Regions from separate parts of the Macaca mulatta genome. Here regions 2 and 3 are each linked to region 1. The links are chromatin contacts, called in public Hi-C maps. All regions are on one chromosome and are shown on one strand. The core of a region is the stretch at or near the end of the contact, and the rest is flanking DNA. Distances in the headings are between cores, read along the strand shown. Region 1 holds the start of NRP2 (neuropilin 2). Region 2 overlaps PARD3B (par-3 family cell polarity regulator beta). Region 3 overlaps PARD3B (par-3 family cell polarity regulator beta).

Region 1 (4,888 bases), core at 1,172-3,671:
AAGCACCACCAGAAGTGTGACCCTAGGTGGTGTTACCATTATTTATTGAGTGCTGCCCCCTAGAGGATTAAAAAATGGTCTGGCAGCTTGAGTCCCCAGGGATGGAAACCTGAGACTCACTCTCTGTCCAGCTGCAGGAAATAAGGCCTTCAGTCAAGGGCAGTGAGAAGTCTTGCAGCCCTGGCACAGAGGACTCCCAGGAAGTAAGTGAGCATCCCCTGTATGACACCTCTGATAAATGAAAAGTCATAGTGTGGGCAACCAGGTCCAGGAATAAAACTGATTCTCACTTTTCTCCACTCTGGAAGCAGCCTGATGGGGACCTTCATCCCTGAGACCCCAAGATCAGAAGTCCAGGGTTGTCATTCTTATGGTTCTCCAGTGGACTTTAGGTTTACTTTTTCTCTCTTCTTTGCCCCTTTCACAGTGCCCTTCACCTAAACCCAGGCTACATTATTCTCAGAAATAGGAGTCTCCCACGTTGGGCACTGGCTAAAATGGTTTGGCATGCCTGGTGAGTGGCGGGGAGAGGTGATACTAAATGACCCTCTCTATTCAGGGACTGTCACTACAGATAGTGTTATTTGTCCTTAGATTAGCATCTTGGCAATGACATAAACTAGGATCTCTGCTTAAGGTTAATAATCCGAACTGCCTCTTTACTTTGTTAAATATTTGAGGCTTGGAGTCATTCTTTACAATTGAGCTTTAAAGAGGAGAAATTTAAGTCTGGAGTTTTTAATGATGTGGATGTTCTCTCAAGCCTAGAAAGGAAGGAAGGAAGAAGGAAGGAAAGGAGGGAGGAAGGGGAAGGAGGGAGGCAAAGAGGGAATGAAAGGCAGCATTTTAGGCTAGCCAGGAGACATGCTCCCTGAAAGAGCTCAGAGGCCTCTGCTCTGTGCCTTTCCCAACCAGGCATCTGAGATTAACTGCGTGACACTCAGCCTGTGGATTTCCACTCTAAAATCCCGCCCCACCCCCAACACAGCTTGGCTCAACTATTTGCAAATCACTTCTGATTGAATTTTGTTTTGGTTATCTCAGTGTAAATAACAGTTAAGTGGGAGTTACAGATTTTTCAAACACGAAAAGTGATAAACAAAGCTAATGGGCAAGTCCAGATAAGGAGGGAAACCACGCAGAAGAATCCACAAGTGCAAGCCAAGAAGAAAATGGGACAGTCAGGTGTGTGTTCCTTGTCACTGAAACTGTATTTTTCTTAATCTACGGAAAATTTTACTTTCTTAATTAAAAAAAATCTTAATCTGTAAACAGTTTTCTGAATGTTCTTATTTTTCATATACCTCTTTTGTGGCAGAAAAGGTGTACATGTGCAGGGTGTAATTTAGGCTGTTTCTGTGGGAGTCTTTATGATAATGTAGTAATAGGTGTCTGGTGAAGCAAGACAGTTTGGAATCCACAAAGCCATCCTCAGAAACAAAGATACAAGTGTTTCCCCAACTGTTAGTTTGCAGTTCCCTCTAAACAGTTTTCACGCCTCCATTTAAAAATAGTTGGCATAATGCTGTTTTCTTTCTCTGGGCTTTGTGACCACGTTTCTATGGGGGAAAATGTGAATAGACGTAGTTACAGTAGCATTTGGATGAGAAGCCTTCAAGCACCCATACTTTTTCGGGGGGACTTGAGGGAATCCAATTTAATTACCTGAAGAAATCCTTTGCTGAAGAAAGTCTTTCCTCTTTTTAGGATAGTTACAAGTTAAAAGCGCAGGGATAACGAAATCCTAACCCAGAGAGGAGCAGAGCATGTTTGGGACATAACAAAGGATCTGAGTAGTAAACGCAGCGAGTGTTTGGGGTTTTATTCAGCCCGGGCTGACGGTGTGTGTCGCCGCCACGCACCGCTGCCTGTTCGAACGCATGGCTGAGCTGCCGACCGGCTTGCTACCCCAAACACCGTACGCCACCCAACTCCTCTTGTAACGCCATTGCGCGTGGCATTGTGTTGGATTCTGCGTGTGTGGCATCGGAGTCGTGGAATTTAGGGGGAACAAGGCTTCCCCCCCTTCCCCCGGGGTCTCCCTCGGGTGGGGGCGACACGGCCAAGGGCAGCGCGCCCTGGAGGTGCCGGGGGGCGCTTCTTCCCCAGGGCGTTACGCACTGGAGGCCCGGCGCGGAGGTGCGCGGGGGCGATCGGGAGATGCGGGGCGGGCGAGGGGCTGTGGGGTAGGCGCCGCCTTAACTTCGATCCTGCGGCGGCCCGGGAGAAGCTGCCGCCGCCCCGCCCGAGGTGGGTGCCGCGGCACTCGGCTCTGCGCCGCGCGTCTCCGCGGCTGCCTCTTTAATCAGGAACACAGAAGGGGCGGGCCCTGAGCCGGCGCGTAATCGGATAGCTCTGCCGCGGCTCTGACATCCACATGCTGCTCGGCCTGAAAAGGCAGTGGGGAGCCGGAGGGGAGGCAGAGATCACGAGCGAGGCACCAGCCTGCAGCCGGCCCCCAGCACATCCTCAGCCGCGCAGACACTGGGCGAGGTGGAGGTGAGGGCGGGCGCCAGCGAACTCGGAGAGGGGCTCGCTCACTCCCAGGCGATCCCAGCCGCCGCACCACCAGCAGCAACAGCAGCAGCAGCTTCCTTTCTCAGACTCCCCTCGAGAGGCTGGCCAAGCGGGTGTAGCCGCCGGTGGAGGCTCCCGCCGGGGGAACCCGGCGAGGACAAGAGCAGGGCGGCCGCCTTCCACTCCGGCTGTCCAGCGGCTGCTGCCTCTGCCCGCGTGTCCGTCAAGGGTGCCGCGGGATGTGTGTCAATTTACGCCTCTGAGATCACACAGCTGCCTGGGGGCCGTGTGATGCCCAAGGCAAGTCTTGGCTTTAATTATTATTATTATCATTATTGTTACGCTTGGCTTTCGGGAAATACTCGTGATATTGTAGGATAAAGGAAATGACACTTTGAGGAACTGGAGAGAACATACATGCGTTTTGTTTTTGAGAGGAAAGCCGTGTCCTCTTCCCGGCTTGTTCCCTCTTTGCTGATTTCAGGAGCTACTCTCCTCCTGGTGAGGTGGAAATTCCAGCAAGAATAAAGGTGAAGACAAGCCACCAGGACTCAGGAGGGAAACACTGACCATTAGAAACCTCTGCATAAGACGTTGTACGGAAGAAAATAAGAGAGAAAAACACAAAGATTTAAACAAGAAACCTACGAACCCAGCTCTGGAGAGAGCCACCTTCTCCAAAATGGATATGTTTCCTCTCACCTGGGTTTTCTTAGCCCTCTACTTTTCAAGACACCAAGTGAGAGGCCAACCAGGTAAGCCACTGAAAGTTTTTTCTATTTATTGCAACATGGTTTCCCCTTTAAAAGCGACCGCTAAAGCAGGAAGGCCACGCAGAAAGGCACAGAAGGAGGCTCCCTCAGTACTCAATAATTTAAAGAGAGATCCCGGCCGGCCCTTCCTACACCACCACTGTTGCTAAAACCCAACTTTTCTCTCCTGCTAGGAGTGTGTGTGTGTGTGTGTGTGTGTGTGTGTGTGTGTGTGTGTGTTTTGAAACAGAATTTGGCGGTGTTCAGATGTCACATATGGACTGAATCAAAGGTTTAAAAATACTACAAAGCCTTTGCATTACAGTTTTTGGGAATTTTTTTTCCCTGTCTTGAAGCAGAACACATCTCCCTTGAGTTTCTCCAACCAGCCAGTGCAATATAAATCATTTGCATTCCCTCCACTTAGCTACATGGAGCAATGTTCACTGAAGGGCTTGGGAAAGACAAGAGTTTCGTTTTGGTTTTCAAATGCTGTCGATTCTTTGGAGAATGGCTGGTTATGCCTCAGAATCATAGGGCTCAGGCTGGTGGAGCAAGTTGGCTTGTGGCTGAGATAGGGGCTTGGGGTTGGGCACTGCTGGCAACCAAGACAGTTGGTCTCTTCTCTCTTCATCCATGTGTCGTCTGGGAAAGTAAATCATATGTTCTTTTAGAAATTCTTATTAGCTAAAACAAATTGCAGGCCCTCAAAGGTCTCTCACTCGTGGTTAGAAACTTTTGAGTGGAATTTGTTCTCAACCACTGCCAAAAAGGGTGTGTGGACAGGCTGCTGTGGAGATGAGCACTTCGAGGCCCAGAACAGTCTGGGGACCGCATTTGTGGGGAGCGGCAAGGCTCTGGAAAGGGGAATCCATGGGGAATGCAGTGGGGTTTGTGCTTCCTTCCTGGGACCACTCTCTAGAGTGAGCCTCTCTACCTCACTGAGAACAGTGTCTGGAATCTGACAACAAAACTCTTAGCAGCTGCTACAGGTGACTGGAGATGGAGAAACCATCTATGGAGGAAACGGGTGAAAGAAAGGCGAAAAAGCCTTCCCGAAGTGCCCTCACCCAAGGCACTTGCAAGGTGATGGCGGCAGTGGCAGGGCTAACTCTGCAGCCTCCTGGGCATCCCCCAGAACATCAGCTAGTGGGTCCTAGCTTTGCATCTGGTACTGTCACCCTTCCTTCTCTCCACGCCCCCCATCCAGCACACGCACCACTTAAAGCTTGGGCATTTATTTGAAGGGGGAAGAAAATTCAGAAATGCCTTTGCCATTTCTTTGGCAAAGAAATGGTTTGCAGCTCTTTCTTTGCCATAAGTGGTCTTCAGGGCAGCTGCAAATCCTATCAAAGGGATGGGTGGGGGGTCCCACTTGGGGAGATTTTCTGGGCCTCCCCCATTCCTTCTTGCCTTATTTCTAAATTCCCAGCTTGAAGCGGAAATAAATTACCTCTCACAGACCTGGATGCTGCGTAAATTATGTATGTTTGTGTGATTCGCAGTGTATGTGTGCACACGCGCGCGCGCCATGAGGATGCCCACAGTATATTATGTATTCAGACACGGACTCCGGTAGGCCCCAGCGCGCGAGCGCGCACACACTGGCACTCACACCG
Region 2 (4,888 bases), core at 1,289-3,788, 820 kb before region 1:
TTTAAAACTTACGTGTGGAATCCACTTGAAGAACATGTTAAAAGATTCACATTTAGAAATTCTGGAGTGGGGCCCAGGACTGTTCCTTTGCTCCTCCTTGCCTAGCACCCCTGGAGATTTTTGATATGAGTGATTAGTAAACTTTGACAAGCACAGAGTTACAGGTAGAATTGTGCTTCTAATCTTTCTAAGAAAAAGATACCTCTGATGATCTTTCATGTAAGAGAGAAATATTTAGCTTATTAGACCACTGATAATTTCTGGGTTTTGCCAAACATAAAATTAGAGCCTTAAAGATTGTATTTGTCTGTCTTTACAGAGATTATATTTAGGAATACCTAGGAACCTAGGGAAACAAAGTATTTCAGTGACTTCTTTGATGCAGTATGAGGTTTTCCTTTTAATGTAGATAGTTTATTTTTGTTGGCTGTGATTCTTTTTATGCAGTCTTTTTACATTGGGCTGAGACATGGAGGTGATGAATATTTTTCTTATCTAGGATCAAAGAATACTGAAAATAGAGGAAAAAAATATGGATATTCAGTCTCATTGCTACCCTTAACTTTTGGATATTCCTGCCTTGCTCCCCTCAAGTGTTTTGGAATTGTTTCAAAGATATGTGTCTGGTGTTTTTAATGTTTTGTTTATAATTAAATATCAGAATATCCTTGTTTCCACAGTGGCTGCAGGTGAGTGATATCCAGTCAATTACCAGTTTTCTGTTACCTTAGCCACTGGTCAGCATAGTGTTTTCTGATAGGGTTATACCTAATGTGAGAACAGGATGCAGAGGCCACTCATTCCTCCTTTCTATCCTCTGAGACTTACCTAGGCATACTAGTGAAACAGGCATTTGTTTTCTCTGGATAACACTCCATTTGCCCTCCATTTCTCTGTCTCTCTCTTGCTCTTTTCCAAGGCCCCCAGTATAAGCGTTTTGGCTGGGGTGGCAGAGAAAGTCCCCTTAGGTTGAGAAGCCAGTAAACTTAAGTATGCTGTCAGGCTTCAAGCCAAATAAAGTGCTGAGCATGACAATTAATTGGATAACTACCAGAATACCTCTTACTGTAACTATAATTCAGAATATCCCTAGCTGAAGTTAAAAAAAAATGATGTTAATTAATTTAAAAGTTGCTAAGAGTCCCTATCAAATGCCTGTGCTCTGTTTGCATGCTAGGTTTTGGCATTGTGAGCAAGAGAAGAGACTGATAGTGAAGCTCTATCCTTCTGCTAGGGATTTAATACTCTTGACAAGCCAGGAAATAGGTGGTCATGTCTCCATCTCAAAGATGAGGAGAATGAAATGCTCAGGGTAAGCGTTTCAAGCCAGAGCTGTCCTGGTTGATTACGGTCATCTGATCACTTTGCTAAGTAAAATAGGAAGATGAGGACACATGTTGAAGAGTTTGTAAGAAGAGCAAATAATTAAATATGCTCTTTTATGCTCTATGAAATTAACTTGGAAATTTTGTTGCATTTCAGTTGAATAAAAATAATACACAAATATGAGTTGGTTTTTTAAAGTGAATAAAGAGGTACACATAATGTTTCCTTTGTATCTTTTGAATATTTTATTTGAAAACTAGTTAAATTCGCTTAAATACCCATTTGTTTTTGGTTTCAGGGATTTTTATGTTTGTTTTGAGATCCTCGGCAACAAATTATATTTACAGAAATGTGAGATTGCCTGTCTATTATTAAGACATTTTAAATTGTTTGAAAACATTTTTAAAACATAATAAAATATTTATGCTTTTTAATTTTGTATCATCAAATCCAAACCCCAACTCCTTATGTTTTAACGTATGATCATACATGTATCTGAATATTGGGACATTAAAGTTTAAGGAAATGCAATTTGCAATAATGACTTTAGATGTTCTTCCTGGCTCTCCTTAATTTTAGGCCCAAAGTTATTTTCCTAGCTGTATTCTCATTAATTGTTTAGTATTTTACTGCTTATTTTTGTGTTTTTACATTACAGAGATATTTGTAGACTGTTCATGAATTGTAATTCTGTTTTTAAATAACCCCCTTTTGGGGACTTTGTGTGAATTTCCCTTGATTTATTGTAGACTATAAACAACTCGACAGACTCTATTGTTTGAATAAAAAATACTAATCATGTCATATTTCTGCATCATATCCTGATTTATCCTTCAATTTTAACTTTAGAAGTAGCTTCCTCTTTGTTTTCCTGAGCTGAAGGCAGAATTCAGAACACTTAGAACAATGTATGAGACAGAATAACATTTTCAATGTGGGGAAAAAAGTTCAATTTTAATCCCTTCTCACGTTATCTTTTCTATTTTTTAAACATGAAGTGCTAGAAAAGTAAATAATAATGATATGAATGATTTTTTTTCTTTAGAAAATCAACTGTCAATTAGCTAATGAATATTCTTTTTAATCAGTGTTAATTGACAAATTTCCTGCACTTACAAACTCACTGCTTGCATAATAGTTTCATTTTGACTCTTCCTGATTTCCCTTTTATGTGTTGGTAGTCCTGTTGGGTGTAATTCTGCATTATTTTCTAAGTTCCCCCGTCTGGAGCTAGATGGAGCTATGAGATCTTTTGTAAATGTATACAAGGCCAGTGGCTCTTCTTCATCTACTTGTGGCATTAAGTTGATTAAAACCCCATTTTAAAGCCTTCTTGTCCCTTTATTCTGAAAGAGAGCATGGAAGAGAAAGCCTGAATGTCTAAAACACAGTCAGTAAAATGGACAATCACACAGTTCTTTAATTATCATTTGTTACTGAGCAGCTCAAAAAACAAAACCCCAAACTCCCAAAACCAAAACAAAGAAAAACACCCAGCTACATATGTACCCATTCTTAACACTATTGGCTCAAAACTAGATTAAATGTGTTTTCATTAAAAATATAATTATTTTTGTTTTGTTTTCCAAAAGATTATAATTATCTCAGAAATCCACAAAATACAGAAAATGACGGGAAAAGCATATGGCAATTGTTTTAGGACTTATCTGCCAAATTTTATATACACACATTTTATAGATAGATGCATCTATAGATAGTTATGTGTATAATATACATGTAATATATATGTATGCATATAATTATATAAAAATGTAGAAAATATTTCACGAGGAAGGATTAAAAGTTTCGCTTAAAATGTTTTGGATAAAACGGCGTCTTCAGTTTCCCTGTATATAGGGACATTTAGATGATCTCGTCACTGTATCTTATCCATGTCTACAGAGCACTTTGGGGGGAAAGTATTCATTTTTTGTGTTTGTTTAGTTGTTTGCTTAGCTTTTTATTGAGCTAGCTATGCAGTTTTCTTGACTTGTTATTCAGTGTGTTGACGTCCTAAGAGATGTGCCCAGATTGCTGTCATACTGCTTAGTATCTGTTAGGACAGAAGTTGTCAAAGGTCATCTACTTACTTTGAGAATCTAATTGTAATAAATTCTTCTGTGTGTTTCTCTAATTGGATTAACTTTAGCTCTGTGCTGTTCACATATCTGGGCAATTGTATGAATAATTTTCATTTACCTAATTGGGCAGATACTGCATAAACCAAATACTTATTTGAACTCTACACTGTCTTGCTTTTTAAGTTACTTGTAGGCTTTACTCTTGAGTCTTTTACTGGGAATTGTATCTTCTTAAACTTTAATGTCCCTCTGTATTCTGTTCTTATTTGCTTCTCAAATCTAGAGAGGAGTAAACAGTATTTTAAACAATTTCTAAAGAAGTAAGGGGTAGGGAGGTGGTTCTTGATTTGGCTTTAATAAGCACTTCCCTTGAAGAAAGAGCATTTTACTAATCTAACTATTAGGTAAGTAAAAACATAAAGATAATTATAATGCAATGATTATTAAATAACTAGTAGATAATTAGCAGATAAACAGAGGTGTTACATGTGAAAGATCTGAGCAGTGAAACTCTGCATAAGGAGGACAGACACTAAAGCGTATATGCTTTACAGGCAGAATATTGTTCAAGATCTACTTTTTCTTGCTTTACACACATTTTGACTAGGCTTCATTCTCAGACTTTTACCCTAAAGAGGACTTGAATGCCATTCAGTCCTCACAACAGTAATATATATCGAAAGCTGTTTTTCCTGTCTTAGCAGGCGGGGCGACTATAGCTCAGAGAGTCCAAGCCCCAGGTCTGAAATTGGGAGATTTAGACTCGATTGTCTGTTTCTCAAGCCGGTGATGTCCTCAGCCATTCATTATTCGTCTGTCCCCCGGACACTTCATCACCCATCCCCAGGACTTTCCTAAGCACGTATTTTGTGCCAGACACTCTTTTAAGTTGCTGACCATTTAATGGTATGTGAGACTAATGAGGTCTGTGCATTCATAGAATACAAATTCTTTTGAGAGGAGGCAAACAGTACATGAGATGGAACAATAAAACAACAGGAAATTACAATGTAGTAATAAAGAAGCAGGATGATGTGTGAGTGGCTGGAAACAGCACCGGGTAAGGTTGATCAGGGAATGTCTGTCTGCAGAAGTTACACCTGAGTCCACATAATGATTCTAGCTGCAAATAAGAGAAAGAAAATGTAGTAGGCATCTGGCAGTGAGAGAAGAGGGAGGGTAATAGTAAAAAAGAAGGGCAGATAGAAATAAAACTAATGGCCATGTGCGGTGGCTCACGCCTGTAATCCCAGCACTTTGGGAGGCTGAGGCGAGCGGATCATTTGAGGTCAGGAGTTCGAGAACAGCCTGGTTAATGTCATGAAACCCTATCTCTACTAAAAATACAAAAATAAACTGGGTGTGATGGCAGGCGCCTGTAATCCCAGCTACTTGGGAGGTTGAGGCAGGAGAATTGCTTGAACCCGGGAGCAGAGGTTGCAGTGAGCCAAGATTGCGCCATCACACTCCAGCCTGAGCGA
Region 3 (4,888 bases), core at 1,108-3,607, 510 kb before region 1:
AAATATTTAATGGGCTTTATTTATGTACCTAGTTATAACACCCTTATCTGCTACTTCCTGCCCTGAGAGAATTGGCCCCATCTGGTTTAGGATGGTTCTTACTCTAGAGCCCCAGGACTCCACGGAACCCATTTATTGGAGAGAGTTGAAAGGATGAACTGCGAATGACTGAGTCATCCCTTCTGTGCATCTGCATATCAGATCTCAATTAAGACTTTTTAAACAAAGATACTTCAACTAATAGAAGAGTCTGGAAGAAACTGCTATAGCATAACATACCTGTGCAGATAGCAAAAGTTAAAAAAGAAATAACTGTGGTTCTAAAAGAGTTAGTAGGTGGCAGCAGATAGGCATTATATATTTTGACCCATTGAGTTGGCACACTGTACTATTTGCATTCCCCTTTACTGCAGGTATTTTCATTTTAATTCTCACACTCTGGGGTGGATTGGCATTATTCCATCAGAAGAAAGTATGAAACTCTCATTTGTTGCCTGCCATCGAAAGTGTCATGTTAGTATAGATCACCAGGGAATTGATCAAGAATAAGAACTGGGTCAAAAAGCAATTTCTATGAGGACATTTAAACAAGATCCATTTTTAGTTCCCCTAATATTTACATGCTTTCTATGGGGAATGAGCAGGCATTTGACTCTCAGCTACTGAGTGTTTCTGCAGTACCCATGAAGATTAAAGACCATTATTTCTTATAAAGACAGAAGACTAATGTACAGTTTATCTTTATTAAATTGAAAAAAAATTGCAACTATTTGATCTTCAAATCTGTGTTTCACTGTGTCAGAGCATATTTTGTGTGCTCGTGTTTTTGCTGTATTCTCTGGTGGAACAGCACTTGCCCTCCAGTACAATAAAAAGCATCCATAACCTAAAAAAAGGTTTCAGCACTGTTGATACATTCAGGCAAATCAATTAGTTAGATTTGCCAGGAATACCAAAATGGTTGCTTGAACATTATATTGATATTTCAAAATCTGAAGAAGCTACTTAAGAAAAGTCAAAATATATAGTTGTTGGGGTTTTTCCCACATTACCCAGATGTACAAGATATGTAAACAGTTTTGATGAGGACCTTGTGAAGAATACATAATGAGCCCCTGATTGAATCAGAATCATTTTAAACAGAAACATATTTTTCAAAGGATGAGCTTGAGGTTCAATTGTAATTCTATTTGAGCCTAGAGACTTGGTATTAAAAAATGGGTTATGACCTGATTTTGTTTTTCCTTTCCCCAAAACATTTCCTTCCCTGCTGCCAGCTCATCGTGGCAAAAGCAGAATATGTTTAAAAATCCATTATATTTTTTATTGGCTGGGACACTAATGGAGGGCCCTGCGACGGCTCTATTTTACAGGCTGAATACTTTAATTAGGCTGGTTACTGATCAGTTGTTGGGATATTGATTGTGTCATTTATCAAAGAGCTGGGGAAGCAGAAAAAAATTTTTTGTTCTTGTTGTTACTGTTAAATCAAAGCACAAGGCTGTGCAAAGCAAGCCCTAGCTCTCTTTCCTGCTACAGCTACAGCTTTAATTTAGGACTAGCTTGCCTCCTATACCAGGCTCAGTTTGACTAGCAGTTCAGAAGAAAGGGTAATACACTGGGTGTGGGAAAAGTGTTACAAGCCTTGACAAAAAGCTAAAGGACCTTCAGCGGCTGAAAACATTTTAATTTTTAAGAATGCAAAAATGGAATGTTTTAGGTATTTGTTTGACTAGCTAGACACTGAATTTTTATAACCAAAGAGGAAAATATAAATCCAGTGCATTGTTTTAGGCAAATGCTATTCTCAGAAGAGCTTTGGGAATCGATGGGTGCTGCTGTTTGTGGTACATTCTTCTCACCAGTGGTCAAGGGAACAGTCATGAGATGGCTTCCAAATCATTTACCTCCTTAAAATCTGTTGTTGAGACAAATAATATGAAGAAGAGCAAACCCCAATTCTCTTTGCTGCAACCTTTTTGAAAAAAATAGTAAAGAGTTCTCTATAATCAACTTCCTCCAATAATTCCCTCTTCTGCACCTGTGGAAGATGGATCATGGGGTGTTATTCTAGACACAGCAGTTTTCAGAAAACTGTGAATGTGTTTACAGACTGTAAAAATCAAAATAGGAAGGGGAAATATAGGGGGGAAAACCCTCAGGAGAACTGCTGTCTGGCATTGTCACAGCAGTTTGATTTAGCTCCAGGCCAAAGACCTAGTATCTGCATGGAGACACACTGGTGGCATTTCAGAGGTGAACCTGCTTGAGTTCTGACTTGTCCTAGAGCATATGCACTTAGGCGCAGAGAGAGAGAGGAACCAGCTGGTTGGCAGAGAAACACCCTTGGCATGAACTGTATTCTTGTGTTGACACTGCCACAAGCTGTACTCCCAGATGGAAGAAAATTTGAAAGAAGCCAGTTGTAAGTGGTAAAAGAGAATAATAAAGTTAATCCTCTTTTGTTTTGGCTATCAGCACTCCTAATCCTTAGCACCACATTGTCAGTACTTTTTATTTTATACTCAAAGATGTTTTCACTGATAGGGCCATTTTGAGTTTCCAGAGTTGAGGACTTAAGTGTAATAGACTCTTGAAAGACTATTCATACAGCGATCATTCTTTCACTTTGCTTCAACTGACCAAGTTTGAACATATTAAAAATGCAAATATAATTTTTACTTTTATCTCTTAGGATCCTGCAGAGTGCGGGGCATTTTCCAAGCCATGCTTTGAGAACTGTCAAAATGCTGTAACCACCTCTAGGCGAAATGATAACAGTACCCTGCATCCACTTGGCACTTACAGTCCACAAGACAAACAGAAAGGTAAGAGTCTATCCATTTTTATCCACTGCAAATGGAGTGAGAAAACACAAAAATGCCTTTTTATCTAAAAAAAAAAAAAAAAAAAAAAAAAAAAAAGTAAAGGGGAATTAATTAGACTAAGTGCAGACTTTGTTAATCAGAGTCACAAACACTGAGAGATTGGGGCGAGAGCTGACTCAGAACTTGTGAATCAGATTCCTGGCAATGTCTCTAGTTTAAGTGACACTTTCTGTGCTTGCTGCCCCAAACATGGAGGGTTATATATAAAACAAATGATCACTGGAGAATCAAAGATGGCAAACTGTTATTTTTTAAGCTCTTCTAATATTGGAAGTTACCAAGTGTAAATAACTACCAACATTTTAAAATGTATGGATTTATAATCCATAAAATGGTCATAGCGTGATTCACAGAATATACTCGATTCTAATATGAGCGTGGTAAATGGGTAAATATCCTAACCTGAAACCATCTTGTGATGGTTGGAATGTTCTTGTTATTGTCTTGCTACACTGTCTTCTCTTATTACCTGATGTGGATCACATTACTAGCCAACTCCAGATGTAAAAAATCTGGGTTTTCCTCTTGGTTTTTTAAAAAATACACTTCAGGTCACCAAGAAAATTGTTTCATCTCCCTGTATCTCTTTTCTTTAACAACATGAATTTTTTATTACAAAAGCAATACATATTCATTGCAGAAAATTTAGAGAAAACAAATAAAAAGAAAGTTTAATTTTACTCGTACTTCTATCTATCAAAGATCCTAATCAATAACATTTTATGCATCTCTTTCAGGACTCTTTAATGAAAAATATTTATACAAAAAATGAAATAATGAAATGTATGTAATGTTTAGGAAATTGTTTTTTAAAATTAGCACATTATATGCCTTTTAGTCATTGAATCTTCTTCTACAATATCATATTCAGTAGTTGCATAGTGTCTTTTGATGGTAAGTACCATATATTATGTAATCAATTCCTATATTTTGAACACTTAAGATGTTATCATAATTTAACTATGTGGAAACAAGTTCCAAGCTGTGAAATTACTCCATCATAACATACTTATAAATCTGAGGTGGCTCTAGAATTAAATTGTCTCATTAGAATGGGATGTTGTTTATTCCTTGGAATTCCTGCATTTTAGCAAGAGTAGTAGCAACAGCTGCTACCATTTATTAAGTGTTTGCTGTCTGTTAGATACTGTGTTGAGCAGTTTGCTTGCAGACTCAAAGTGGTAATATTATCTTCATTTTACAAATAAAGATCTAGAAAGTCAGAGAGAGTGAATAATTTACTCAAGAATGCATGTTTGATGCATGCAGTGTCTGGATTCAATCCTTGTCTCCCTGTCTTCAGTTTGTCTTCCAAACCACAGCATGTGTCTGACTTACATTGGTTATTGGTCTCTTGAAACTATTGGTGTCCTTTCACCTACTGAGAATGCCCATTAGAAGCTGACTTTAGACCGGGCATGGTGGCTCATGCCTGTAATCCCAGCACTTTCGGAGGCCGAGGCGGGCAGATCACCTAAGGTCGGGAGTTCAAGGCCAACGTGGCAAAACTCTGTCTCTACTTAAAAAAAAAAAAAAAAAGGTGTGTGTGTGTGTATGTGTATATATATGTATAAAATTAGCCAGTTGTGATGGCACATGCCTGTAATCCCAGCTGCTCAGGGGGAAAAAAAAAAAAAGAAGAAGCTGACTTTACTTAGCATACAGATTAAAAAAATACTCAATATTTTGTCTTTTCTCATCTAAAAAAAAATTATAGTGGCGGGCACCTGTAGTCCCAGCTACCCAGGAGGCTGAGGCAGGAGAATGGTGTGAACCCGGGAGGCGGAGTTAGCAGTGAGCCAAGATCGTGCCACTGCACTCCAGCCTGGGCAACAGAGCAAGGAGACTACGTCGCAAAAAAAAAAAAGAAAAAAGAAATTAAAAGTTTTCTTGACAGAACAAGATTGCCTTCTGAAATCTTAAATTGCAATAGCAAAAGAGCCTGGGAAAGGAATGGCAAGTTGTCTGCAAAATAAAACAGCCTTCTTTCTACCTTATGA

What was found. A called contact is a pair of places that touch in the nucleus more often than the background predicts.
Region 2: a Hi-C map of fetal cortical plate shows a contact between it and region 1, with 5 times the contacts expected there. The contact joins the enhancer-like site here to the promoter of NRP2 in region 1. A contact is called at or near these places in 4 of 14 Hi-C or Micro-C datasets (cortical neurons, fetal cortex germinal zone, fetal cortical plate and 1 more).
Region 3: a Hi-C map of fetal cortical plate shows a contact between it and region 1, with 2.7 times the contacts expected there. The contact joins the enhancer-like site here to the promoter of NRP2 in region 1. A contact is called at or near these places in 2 of 14 Hi-C or Micro-C datasets (fetal cortex germinal zone and fetal cortical plate).

What each region holds. Positions count from the first base shown.
Region 1 is chr12:110,937,299-110,942,186 of T2T-MMU8v2.0, forward strand. It overlaps NRP2 (neuropilin 2), which reads left to right and starts at 2,422. Exons shown (of 17, transcript XM_015110774.3): 1 at 2,422-3,272. The coding sequence starts at 3,200.
Region 2 is chr12:110,113,608-110,118,495 of T2T-MMU8v2.0, forward strand. All of the region lies in intron 2 of PARD3B (par-3 family cell polarity regulator beta), which reads left to right. Among named protein-coding and RNA genes, the nearest start is that of PARD3B, 330 kb to the left of the region's middle. Within about 2 kb of position 2,539, at least 5 of the 40 cell types and tissues checked have an H3K27ac peak or open chromatin away from gene starts, as enhancers often do. A contact at or near this core is called in cortical neurons, fetal cortex germinal zone and fetal cortical plate, where this site is marked.
Region 3 is chr12:110,422,629-110,427,516 of T2T-MMU8v2.0, forward strand. It overlaps PARD3B (par-3 family cell polarity regulator beta), which reads left to right. Exons shown (of 25, transcript XR_013402125.1): 13 at 2,696-2,828. Among named protein-coding and RNA genes, the nearest start is that of NRP2, 510 kb to the right of the region's middle. Within about 2 kb of position 2,358, at least 4 of the 40 cell types and tissues checked have an H3K27ac peak or open chromatin away from gene starts, as enhancers often do. A contact at or near this core is called in fetal cortical plate, where this site is marked.